Linked DNA regions of Mus musculus: all the other regions are linked to region 1. A link is a contact called in public HiCAR-type and promoter capture Hi-C data. All regions are on one chromosome and are shown on one strand. The core of a region is the stretch at or near the end of the contact, and the rest is flanking DNA. Distances in the headings are between cores, read along the strand shown. Region 1 holds the start of Fer (fer (fms/fps related) protein kinase). Region 2 holds the start of Ddx11 (DEAD/H box helicase 11). Region 3 holds the start of Ankrd12 (ankyrin repeat domain 12). Region 4 holds the start of Ralbp1 (ralA binding protein 1).

Region 1 (2,525 bases), core at 7-2,506:
GTTCTTATTTCACAGATGGACTGCAAAGTATTTTTTAGATGTTAACCACTAAAATACTGTGGGCCTTATCTTTAGATTCTCTGACATCAGACGTTTATATACGGTGACTTCAGGTTGAGAAGGTTCTTTCTGAAAAATGCCTGAAAACTCCTGTACATGTTGGAGTAGCATATGTTAGGGTGACCGTGAGACCATTGTGAATATATACAGCTTCTTCCGAAGTAAAAGTATCAAAAGCCTCATTGCTCTTACGTCATAAGATATTGAAAATGAAAGGCTGCCCGAACAAACTGAAATTGCAATGGCATGCCCAACAAAAATCACAAATGCACAGAGTTCCAAGCGACCACCTCATGGAAACTTAATTGTTCAAAGGAGCCCTAGCTCTTACCAAAACTAATCTCATGAACTCCTTTCGGAGGGCTGATCTTAAGAGGAGTCCAAGGAAGACACAAAGGTGCCTCCAAATACCTCAGACCCCTAAAAAGCCCTTAGGGAAAAAATCACCCCTGACAAGTCCAGATGCCTCCAGAAGTCTCCCTGGGCCGGACTTCTGAAAGGCTGCCCTGAACCAAAGGGGCAGTGGGACGTGAAGCTGAAGCGAGGCGACACAGGGTCAGAGGGTCCTGATGAAAGGGGCTGCGGGAACTCTCGGGGCTGGGTGCCACAGGAGAGGGCGGCGACGGGTGAGGAGACCAGAAGGGGTGTGGGCACCGTGGGCGAGCGTCGGAGGAGCGCAAGAAGGGAAAGGGTGCGGGCTCCCCACCGCAGCAGCTCCCAACCCCGCCCCACGCCCCGCACACCCGCGACCCGCGACGGGGCGGGGCCAAGCGCCCGCCACGGCCGGCACCGCCCCCTCAGCCTCCGGGTCCCGGGCGGGTAGGAGGGGCGGGCCTGGCGGGCCGGGTGAGCAGCCCGGACCCAAGCCCAACCCGGAACGTTCCGTCGCGCGGGTAGGATGAGGCGAGTGTGACCCCGCAGCCCCGGCAGGGGACCGAGCTGGCTGAGGGCAGAGGAAGCGCCTCCGCACAGCCCGCGTCCGCTGGGCCAAAAGCCCGGCGCCCCCCTGCAGGCGGGAACGGTTACCCCCGCGCTGCGCTCGCCTTCCGGCCTCCTTCCCACCTCCCGGGGCGTTGCCCCGGGCAACGGTGCCTACGGACGGCGGCGTGAAACGCACCTACCTAGAACCTGACAAGCAGAAGCCCCTCAGACCCGGGAGCCAGTCGCCACCCGGCGTCACGGGGACTGCTCCAGCCAATAGGCGCCACCGTTGCGAGGCTCGACAGCCAATCCCGCTACACTCCGGTCTCCGGGCACCCCGAGAGTTTAGCCAATGAGAAGGAGCAAGGGGCGGGCGCTGCCACCGGCCCCAACCCCCTCTTCTACAACCTCCCAGGAGGCGGGCGCGGCCCATTGGCTCGGACCCGCGAGGGGCGGAGCTCAGCGAGTGGGCGGAGGCTGGAGTTGCGGGCGTGAGGAGGCGTGGGCCGTGGCCACCGCCCTGCGTGCTGTTTCCCGTCGAAGCTTGTTCTTGCGGTCTCTCGCGTAGAAGATCCCGCTTCTCCGAGCCCAGCCGTCGGCCTGAGCGGTGGGATGGGCGCGGAGACCGAGGGAGCCTGACAGGAAACTCCGGAGACTCGCGGGGCCAAAGCCGGGAAGTAGCCTGTCCGGGTGATAAGCTGAGGCCGCCCGGAAGGGTCAGCCCCGCGGCCCTGCCGGAAAGGAGGTGTGACGAAACGTGGAGCGCCCGCGGGGGACCGGCGAGGGCCGGCTCTCCTTCCCACCCCGAGCTGGCTGTGCAGCGAACTCTACCTTCCCGCGCTCTGCTTGCGTGTGCTGTAACGTGGATTCCTTTAAATCGGCTTTGCGTTTCTGCGGTGTGCTCAGAACTGCCTTTCCCGCTCCTGTGCCTGCAGTGTCAGACGCTAACGAGCTGACATTCTCTGGAAACATGAGGATGCTCTGCAAAGAGAGCCGCGAGTCCTGGGAGCGGTCCCCTCGAAAGTACTTACCTCTAGGAAAGTCTAGAAAGCGAGGGCCTAAACTGATGTGTTCTTCCAGTGAGGGCTGTTTTCCGAAGCGCTCCTTTGCCAATTTGGTACAAAACAGGAGTAAGGTGGACCTGAACAGATCTTAGTAGGTGATCTGGAGCTCTGTGATAGGTGTTCATGGAGCGTCACTCTCGGGATTGCTGTAGCACGCTTTTTAAGGCAGTGTCCTCTTGTACGTGAGCTCAGCCACATTCACATTCGTCGCCTGCAACAAGTCTGACAGCTCCATTTCCCCTCCCACCCTTAAACCTTTGAGTTAGATTAGAGCCAAAGAAGAATTAATACTTTTTAAAATTCTAAATGGTTATTCACTTAAGTCAGTTTCAAAGACCAAGAAACCAAAACATACTTTAAGGACACAGATATCTTACAGTTGAAAATGGATGAGAGTCTCTCCCCCTTTTTCTCAGAAAACAATTATAAAGTTCTCTTGTCAGATTTATGGTCCAGGAATATCTTTTTCAAGAACGTGGA
Region 2 (2,525 bases), core at 18-2,517, 2.3 Mb before region 1:
CTATGCAACTGGAAAACCACTAAAACACGAAGAGAGGGTAAAGAAATGTAGCCAACAAGAGATGGAGAGATGGCGGAGTAGTTAAGAACACTGGCTGCTCTTCCAGAGGACCCAGGTTCAATTCCTAGCACCCACACAGCAACTCACAATTGTTTCTAACTCCAGTTCTAGAGGATCCAGACATACAAACTATGCATAAAATAGTAAAAGTAAGTTTTTAAAGGTAACCACAGATTCTGAGCATCTAACATGTGTTAAGCACTCTTCAGAGCCCCCACCCCACCCCCTTCTTAATTTCACTTAACCTATCACGGATATCATGACAGAACTGCTGGCTGGAGACACTGCTCACTAGTGGAGCCCTCGCCTAGCAGCTGCCCAGAGCTTAATCTACAACCGAAAGCGGCTGGGTGTTAAGGAGTAAGTAGCATTAAAGAAGAAAAAGTACGCATTTAACCCAGGTGCGAAGCGCTCTGCTATGGTCAAGCTCACCTAAGTACAACAGAGAACTTAGCAAGGCTAAACAGGAGATTTCCTGAAATGATGCACTCGGAGGTGAAGAATGTCGCCGTCTGGGAAAACCAGGAACCCGGGCTGCGGGCAGGCAGGGAAACCCTGTACATGAGAACTGCAAGCTAGCCGGGATTTCAGGACAGGGTCCTGCATGCAGGGACCATGTATTTATTATTTAATCCTACTTTTATGCCACTTCCATCAAAATGTGGTCGACTTCCCGAACTTCCTCAACCTTAAAAAAAAGGGGGGGGGGGCAGTGCAGCCGAGAATGCAACAGTATGGTCCCTGAGGCACACTGCCAAATTGGATCTCAAGTTCATTATCAGTCAACCTGTGTCTTCACCTGACTTCACTATATACAATAACCCCTGAAAATCGTTTAAAACAGACTCTCTACATTTTAGAATCCAACCTGTTACGTACACTCACCGAAGGCGCCACTATACTTGGGCTGCCACTCGCTCCAATCCATCCCACGCCGCCTCCGCCCCCACGTCCGGCCGTAGGGCGCGCTCGGCTAACCCTGCCCCCTGGCAGCCTCCTCGGCTTCCGCCTCCGCTCGAGTGTGCCCTTCTCACCTCTCTGCCTTCGGTCGCAGCGCTTCTCCCACACAGCACCGAACTCGATCGCCACCGCAGGACCGCCTCACTGAGGCCGGCAAGCGAGCCTGGCCGCCGCGGCTGAATTTAAACTGCAGTTTCACTGAAGGAGCATGCGCGCACGCAGAAAACCCTCCACGTGGCCACGCCCCCGAGCCACTGCGCCTGCGCGCTGCCGCTCAACCGCGGGCCTTGTGCTTCAATATTGCCTGGATTAGAACTGTGTTTGAGCTTTGATCTAACCTTCCATATTAGTTTTTTTGTATTACCGGCTATTGGGGGTTGTTGTTGTTGTTTCCCCAGAAATATTGCGCTTTTTAAAAAATTGTATTTATTTAATGTATGAGTGCTCTGCTGCATATACATCCGCAATTGCCCGAAGAGGACATCAGATCTCCCTAAAGATGGCTGTGAGCCAGAATGTGCTTGCTGAGAATTGAACTCAGGACCTCTGGAAGCGCAGCCAGTGTTCTTAACCGATGAGCCATCTCACCAGCCCCCAAGATTCAAATAGATTTCTCAAAGAATGTTAAATGTAGAAAAGAGAAACTATCAAATATCAGATGTATACAAGCCACTAAGTACTAAGAGGGTTTTTGATGAGGTCATTCATCATGCATGTATTTATGTTTCCTCCTTACTATAGATATTGAATCTGTTTCACAATCATGACAAAGGTGTACTACTATGGTGATTGTTTTTAGAAACTGTTCCTGTAGTGTAACGCAGAATTAAAAAAAATTGACAGGCTCTGGGGAACAGTAAGTCCATTGAGATTTGGTTTTCTGTCACTAGTTACAAAAGCACACACAGCACGGGAGGTGTAGCAATTGGTCACTATAAACGTCTCTGTTTATTGCACTAGGGACACTGAACATGATCCATTTTCAGAGGCTGTGGCTAAAAATCCTAACCACACCCTCAAGCTTGGTGCCCTTCTCGCTCTTTTGCAGAGAGATGTAAGAAAGATTAGTTCTTTGCCCTTTAGTGTCCATTTTATAGGGAGCCTGGCAGTTGTGGGATTTAGTCCCCAGTGGGATCTGTGAGCCTTTGATTATTCTGTTGGTTCTGTTGTCATCTATACATATGCTTGAAAGGCTCAAGACAGAGCTTGCAGTAGAAGAGGGAGAAGGGCTATATGTGATTTCGCTTCTAGCTCCTTAACCCCAATTCCGGGCTCTGGGACTGAGTTACTGTTCCCTAAAGTTTGATTGTATCAAGTTTCAGAGTGGAGGGCTATGTCTGATTATCTCAGCGCTCTCTCTCTCTCTCTCTCTCTTCCCAAGACAGGGTTTCTCTGTGTAGCCCTGGCTGTCCTGGAACTCCCTCAGTAGACCAGGCTGGCCCCAAATGCAAAGATCCACCTGCCTCTGCCTCCTGAGTGCTGGGATTAAAGGCCTGCACTGTCTG
Region 3 (2,525 bases), core at 15-2,514, 2.2 Mb before region 1:
AGGAACTGAAGTTACATAAGGTTTTGAGTGGTCTTGTGGGTGTTGGGAACAACTGAATCTAGGTCTTCAAACAGTGCTTTTAACCCCAGAGCCATCTCTCCAGCTCTGCCTATATAAAAAGACTAACTGGTTGTGAGTGCTTATGATTTAGGGTCTAAGGTAGGTCTTTAAAGTTAAGTTTTCACCAGAAATATAGCTCTCACTATACACCACTGTTGGGTACTTGGTTGGCATGAGCAAGGGCAGAGCTTCAGTCCCCAGTTCACACATACACAGATTTCTCTAGAAGACTGTTCATACTGAAAGTTTTTTATAGCTGAGAACAATGGAAGACAATCTATCCTGATTTTTTTTTTTAATGAAGGTTTATGTCCCTGTCAAGCCCAAAACTCACATCAGAATTTACAGCTTATTATTGATAGGACTGTCTTAAAATCATTAAGATACTAACGGATACTGAAGGAGGCCACAGTTAACGAAGAGGGAGAAGATGGTTTCCTGTGGAGTATGTAACTTCTTAGGGTGGTTAAAGCACAACGGTTGCAGGCTAACCGCTGTAGATTAAAGTATTCAGAAGGAAGTCTGAGGACAAGCTGCTGCGATGGTAAAATTTCCTCACACGCCCTATGAGACTTAGTACCACAGGAACAAATTTGGTGAAATTTCTGCTCAGAAAGGTCACAGGATCGCATGGCTAGAACTGAGCTTACCGATGCGTTCTTTGCAAGCAGTGCTTAGAGCCGTGCTTTGGGAACAGAGTGCGTCTGGCTGGGACATCCCTCGGCCCGCGCCGCACGAAGCGGCTCAGTCACGCAACCCGGACCTGCCCCACAGTGCTGCGGTGCCCTCCCGCCCGCACGACCACCGCTAACAAAACCCTCCCGGTTTCCGGCTGGTTTTGCCGTCCCAACTCAAACCCTGCAAAAATATGTGCGTTTCCTCCGCCGGGCGCCAGCACCCATGCCGCCTTTTGCACATCTCCGGTGGTGGTGACTGCGCGTGAGGAGCTCCCCGGCCGACGGCTCGAGGGCTGCTCCGACTCCCACGCGGCTCCAGGACTTCCGGCCCCCTCCACCCGCTCCGCTTCGCTCCCCAAGAACGCCACCCGCCGCCGCGCGCTCCGCTCCTCCGGGGAGCCCAGGGACGGGCGCGTCGGGGGCGGGGCACGGCGGTCACGCCGCCCGTCCCGTGCCTGCAGGAGTCACGTGTCCGCCCGGGTCACGTGCTCGCGCCGCAGCCAATCGCGGAGAACGCTGTCCAGGAGCAAGGAGGCTGTGGTGAGAGACCGACCAAGACCGGAGATGTTTTTAAGCCTGGCCCCGGCGGCATCAGGGGCTGTTGCAGCGGCGACGGAGACACCGGCAGCGGCGGCCACCCGGAGGTCCTCGTTCAGGGGGTGAACCCTTCTGCGCCCGCTGAGCCTCGGGTCTGTGCGGGCCAGGGGGGCGTGGCGACCAGAGGGGAGGAAGGAGGGCGCGGTTTCGAGTCTGTCCCGGGTACCAGGGAGGAGACCCTCAGCCCGGTGCCCCGTCTCCTCCCCGGAGCCAGGTAGGGGGGTTGCGCCTCTGCCAGCCGCGCCCAGCCGTGTGCTACGCGCCACTCGGCCCAGCCCAGCCCGCGGCGCGGCCGGCCGGACCGTGACAGGCCGTTGGTGGCCGCCCCGCCCGGCATCCTGACGGGTCGCGGCGCAGGTGGGGCCGCCGCTGGGCGACGCTCGGGCGGCGGCTAGCGCGAGCGCCTTGGCCGCCGCTTACCGGAACATGGCGCGGCCGGGAGGGCGCCGCCAGCGCACCGGGACGGACGGCATCGCGGGGGCGCGCCGTGCCGCCGCGCGCTCCCGGTGCCAGCGGCGCTGCGTGCGCGGTTGTCGGAGACTCGGTGCGGGCCGGGGCGTAGGAGGCGCGATGGTCCCGGGAGAGGTGCGTGAAAGCGAAAGAGCTGCGGCTCGCCGGAGCCAGTTCTGTCCTAAATGCCAGTGCGACCTGCCCTTGCCGCGTTGAGCGATCAGGTCTAGTTTGTGCCAGTTCCGATTGGAATGATGTTCAGAGACCCTTAGAGCGTATTGGAATCTTAGATCTGGTTTTTGGAGAGTAAGATGGAGATGACGCATCCTTCAGGATCCACGGCGTTGAATAAAAACGCTGTACAAAGAGGTCACCGAAGCCCAGCTGACAGCTGTTTTAATAATTACAGCGAGAATAGTTGAGGATGGAAATGAACAGTATTGCACTAGTTGAGTACGTCGGAAACATTTGAAGCAGTGTGGTTGTAGGGACTGTAATTTCCGCTGGACACCCCTTGAACTGGGGCGAAGTATGTTGCAAATCCGGCGATCAGTGACGCTCAGGGATTATCGTTAATTCTGTGGTTGAGACGAACCTGCATTCTCAGCCATGTGTTTCTTCTTATTTTAAAATGGCCTGAGTCAATTATAAAGAAAGATGAACTATCCCAGTAAGTCATCTGTTCATTAAAAACATATGCCCAAGTAGGCCTTTAAAAATCTTGCTTACTGATCTTTTTTT
Region 4 (2,525 bases), core at 10-2,509, 2.0 Mb before region 1:
GAAGTCAGTCTTCACTCTTGCTTTTCCCTCTCCCTTGCTGTGTCCCCCACTTCTCTGCTTTCAGCCTTATTCACTTCCACGGTGAACGAGTCACGTGATGTTACACGTAAATTACTCAGTTAAAAAAAAAAAAAAAAGCCTCTTTCCCCACCTCATTATCCCATATGTCAATTCCAGGGAAGGCTCCATAAAGCCCCGCTCAGGCAGTGCTTATCCCTTGACCAAATCAGAACTGCCAGCGGGAAGGAGTAATTTAACTGGCGTACTCACAGGCCATCTTCTCATGGAGGCTGTTTTATTGCTACAGGGGTTGTGGAAAGGTCCCTCTAGGACCTCAGTGTTCCACTGGGAGTGACTCTTTTGCACAAGGGGATGGACTTGTCATATTTGAGCAAAGATGGCTTGGGAGTGTAGCACACGATGGATCAGTGAAGAAGCAGACACTAGAAATCTCATCTCTCTTCTGACTGCCAATGTCATAAACCCAGAATAATTCCATGGAGTGCTGTTTATTACAGTATGCACCAGCCAACACGTTTTCCGTCCTTCGTGGGGGACTTCTGGAGGATACGCAGCTGTTTCTATTTGTAAGCTGAACGTGATGCTGTGCGGCTTTAACTCGGGTATGGATTGCTAACTGCGGAGGCAAGTGGGTGGGAGCCAGCAGTTTCCCGCAAGTCAACACACTTCAGGGGTCCTGCGGATTGCCCAGCCCTGGCCCCAGAAGCCTCCTTTCTCCAAACCCCCAGGCAAGAATTCTCCAAAGGAAGATCTCCGCCCAAAGAAGGCCAGCAAGGTGCTCCGCCCAGAGGCGGGGTGGGTCAGCAGCCCAGGCTGGTTTAACTGGTTGGAACCACTTAAAGTACGCAGACGCTGGGGGGAAAAGTGTCACTCTCAGTAGCTGCGGACACCAGGCCAGAGCTTGGGGAGGAACGCGCTTTCTTTCCAGCAGAGCTCCGCAGGGCTCCCACACTGTTTTCACTTGGATTCGCTCCGGTAGGTGTGTGTGTTCCACTCGCTCCCCAGAACACTGCGCAGGCGCCTGCAGAGCCTTAGCGTTTGGCGCATCCTCTCGCGGGTTCCCTGTTCCCCCTTAACGAGTTCCAGCTCGGGAGGCGCGGTGCTTTCTGGGCGTTGTGGTTTATGTCGGAGACAAGGGCCCTACAGCAGCGGGGCGTTGGGTTAACTAGAACTACAACTCCCGGCGTGCCCCACGCGAGGACGCGGGGCGTTTGCCCTAGCCGGCCCTAGCCGTCACGGCCAAGGAGCCGAGGACCCGGGAAGCCGGCTGCGGCGGGAGGAGGGCGTGCGCGTGCGCGCTGGGCCGGCTCGTCCTGTTCTGTCCCAATCATTGTAAACAGGCGAAGGCTGGGCGGGGTGGGAATGGGGCTCCCGCGGCCGGCCCGGGGTGCAGCGCAGGAGGCGGCGGTTGTGGCGGAAGCGTGAGTGCGAGGAGGCGGCGGCGGCTGCAGCGGAGCGGACGGTCGCTCGGCGGCAGGCACTGGTCAGTGGCGGGGAGCGGACGCTCGCGGGGGTCGCAACGCTGCGGCGGTGTCCGTGGGAGCCGTCGGGCGCCCGGCCTCGCGCCCGCGCCTGTCACGCAGCGTGCCGGGCTTGGGATCCCGGGCTCGGAATGGGAGTTGGGGGTGGGGGGCGTGGCCGCCCCGCCTTACGTTGTCCGTGAAAGCTTCACCCCGGAGCTTGCTCCTTTGGGGTGGGTCACGCCGCCTGCCCGACAGGCCTCCTTGGGAGCACCCGGGTGTGTCCTGTGTTGCTCTGGGACCCAGAGGCTAGTTGGGAGTCCAGCTGCTTCCTCGGACCCTTCCAGGCCTCGGGGCATCCCTGCGGGCCACACCTGGCCGGAGCTGCGGCCGGGGACTGGCCTGACGCAAGCCTTCCGGTTTATGGGTCGCATCTGCCTCGCGCATCTGGCTCGCCCACCTGTCTCCGTGTTTGCCGGGTAGAGTCGGGGGAACAGCTCCTGTTGTCGCCCGTGGCAGGCGTTGGGCAAGGGGACGACCCTGTTTGCAGTGGTACTTGTTCCAGGGTTCAGAAGTGTTCTGTCTGATCTGGAGTTAGGAGCTCCATTCTCAACGGCGTTTTCAAGCGTTTTCGTACCAGAGTGTTCTCAGTCGAGGCCAGCTTTCTTTTTCCATCTTTTAAATATGTCGTTGTGAAACAGGTTTGACGAATTACTCCACTTTCCAGTCTCCTGAAGTAGGTAGGGCTGGTTCAAGTTTGGAGATTATTACAAGGATTCTTCCAGAGAGAGCAGCGTGCGTACCCTAAGGTTTTTAGAGATCACAGCTGTTTTCATTAGAGGTCTGTGCTTGTGACAGAAGTGCTATAGTGTGGGCATTGAGCTGTTGCACTGCCCAGCTTTGGTGGTGTTGATGGAACGGGGGTGGGCTAACACTGGTGCTTTGGGGTAGCATTACCTATACTTGGCCGTTATTAACAAAGTACTCAGTGATAAGTTATAAGCCTACTTTTGGTTTAGTGTTCAGACAGCACTTTAAGGAAAG

What was found. Promoter capture Hi-C pulls out the DNA fragments that hold promoters and counts their contacts. HiCAR-type assays count read pairs that join an accessible place to other places.
Region 2: a promoter capture Hi-C map of pre-B cells shows a contact between it and region 1, with 2.6 times the contacts expected there. The contact joins the promoter of Ddx11 here to the promoter of Fer in region 1.
Region 3: a HiCAR-type map of astrocytes shows a contact between it and region 1, with 7 times the contacts expected there. The contact joins the promoter of Ankrd12 here to the promoter of Fer in region 1. A contact is called at or near these places in 1 of 39 promoter capture datasets (liver), 2 of 115 datasets of contacts at active chromatin or transcription factors (astrocytes and pro-B cells) and 1 of 9 other capture datasets (liver).
Region 4: a promoter capture Hi-C map of pre-B cells shows a contact between it and region 1, with 4 times the contacts expected there. The contact joins the promoter of Ralbp1 here to the promoter of Fer in region 1. A contact is called at or near these places in 3 of 39 promoter capture datasets (embryonic stem cells, hippocampal neurons and pre-B cells) and 1 of 115 datasets of contacts at active chromatin or transcription factors (astrocytes).

What each region holds. Positions count from the first base shown.
Region 1 is chr17:63,862,712-63,865,236 of GRCm38.p6, reverse strand. Fer (fer (fms/fps related) protein kinase) reads right to left here and starts at 1,256. Exons shown (of 19, transcript NM_001037997.3): 1 at 1,182-1,256.
Region 2 is chr17:66,122,262-66,124,786 of GRCm38.p6, reverse strand. Ddx11 (DEAD/H box helicase 11) reads right to left here and starts at 1,267. Exons shown (of 27, transcript NM_001348292.1): 1 at 1,095-1,267.
Region 3 is chr17:66,075,785-66,078,309 of GRCm38.p6, reverse strand. It overlaps Ankrd12 (ankyrin repeat domain 12), which reads left to right and starts at 1,264. Exons shown (of 13, transcript NM_001025572.1): 1 at 1,264-1,426.
Region 4 is chr17:65,883,657-65,886,181 of GRCm38.p6, reverse strand. It overlaps Ralbp1 (ralA binding protein 1), which reads left to right and starts at 1,259. Exons shown (of 10, transcript NM_001198949.1): 1 at 1,259-1,504.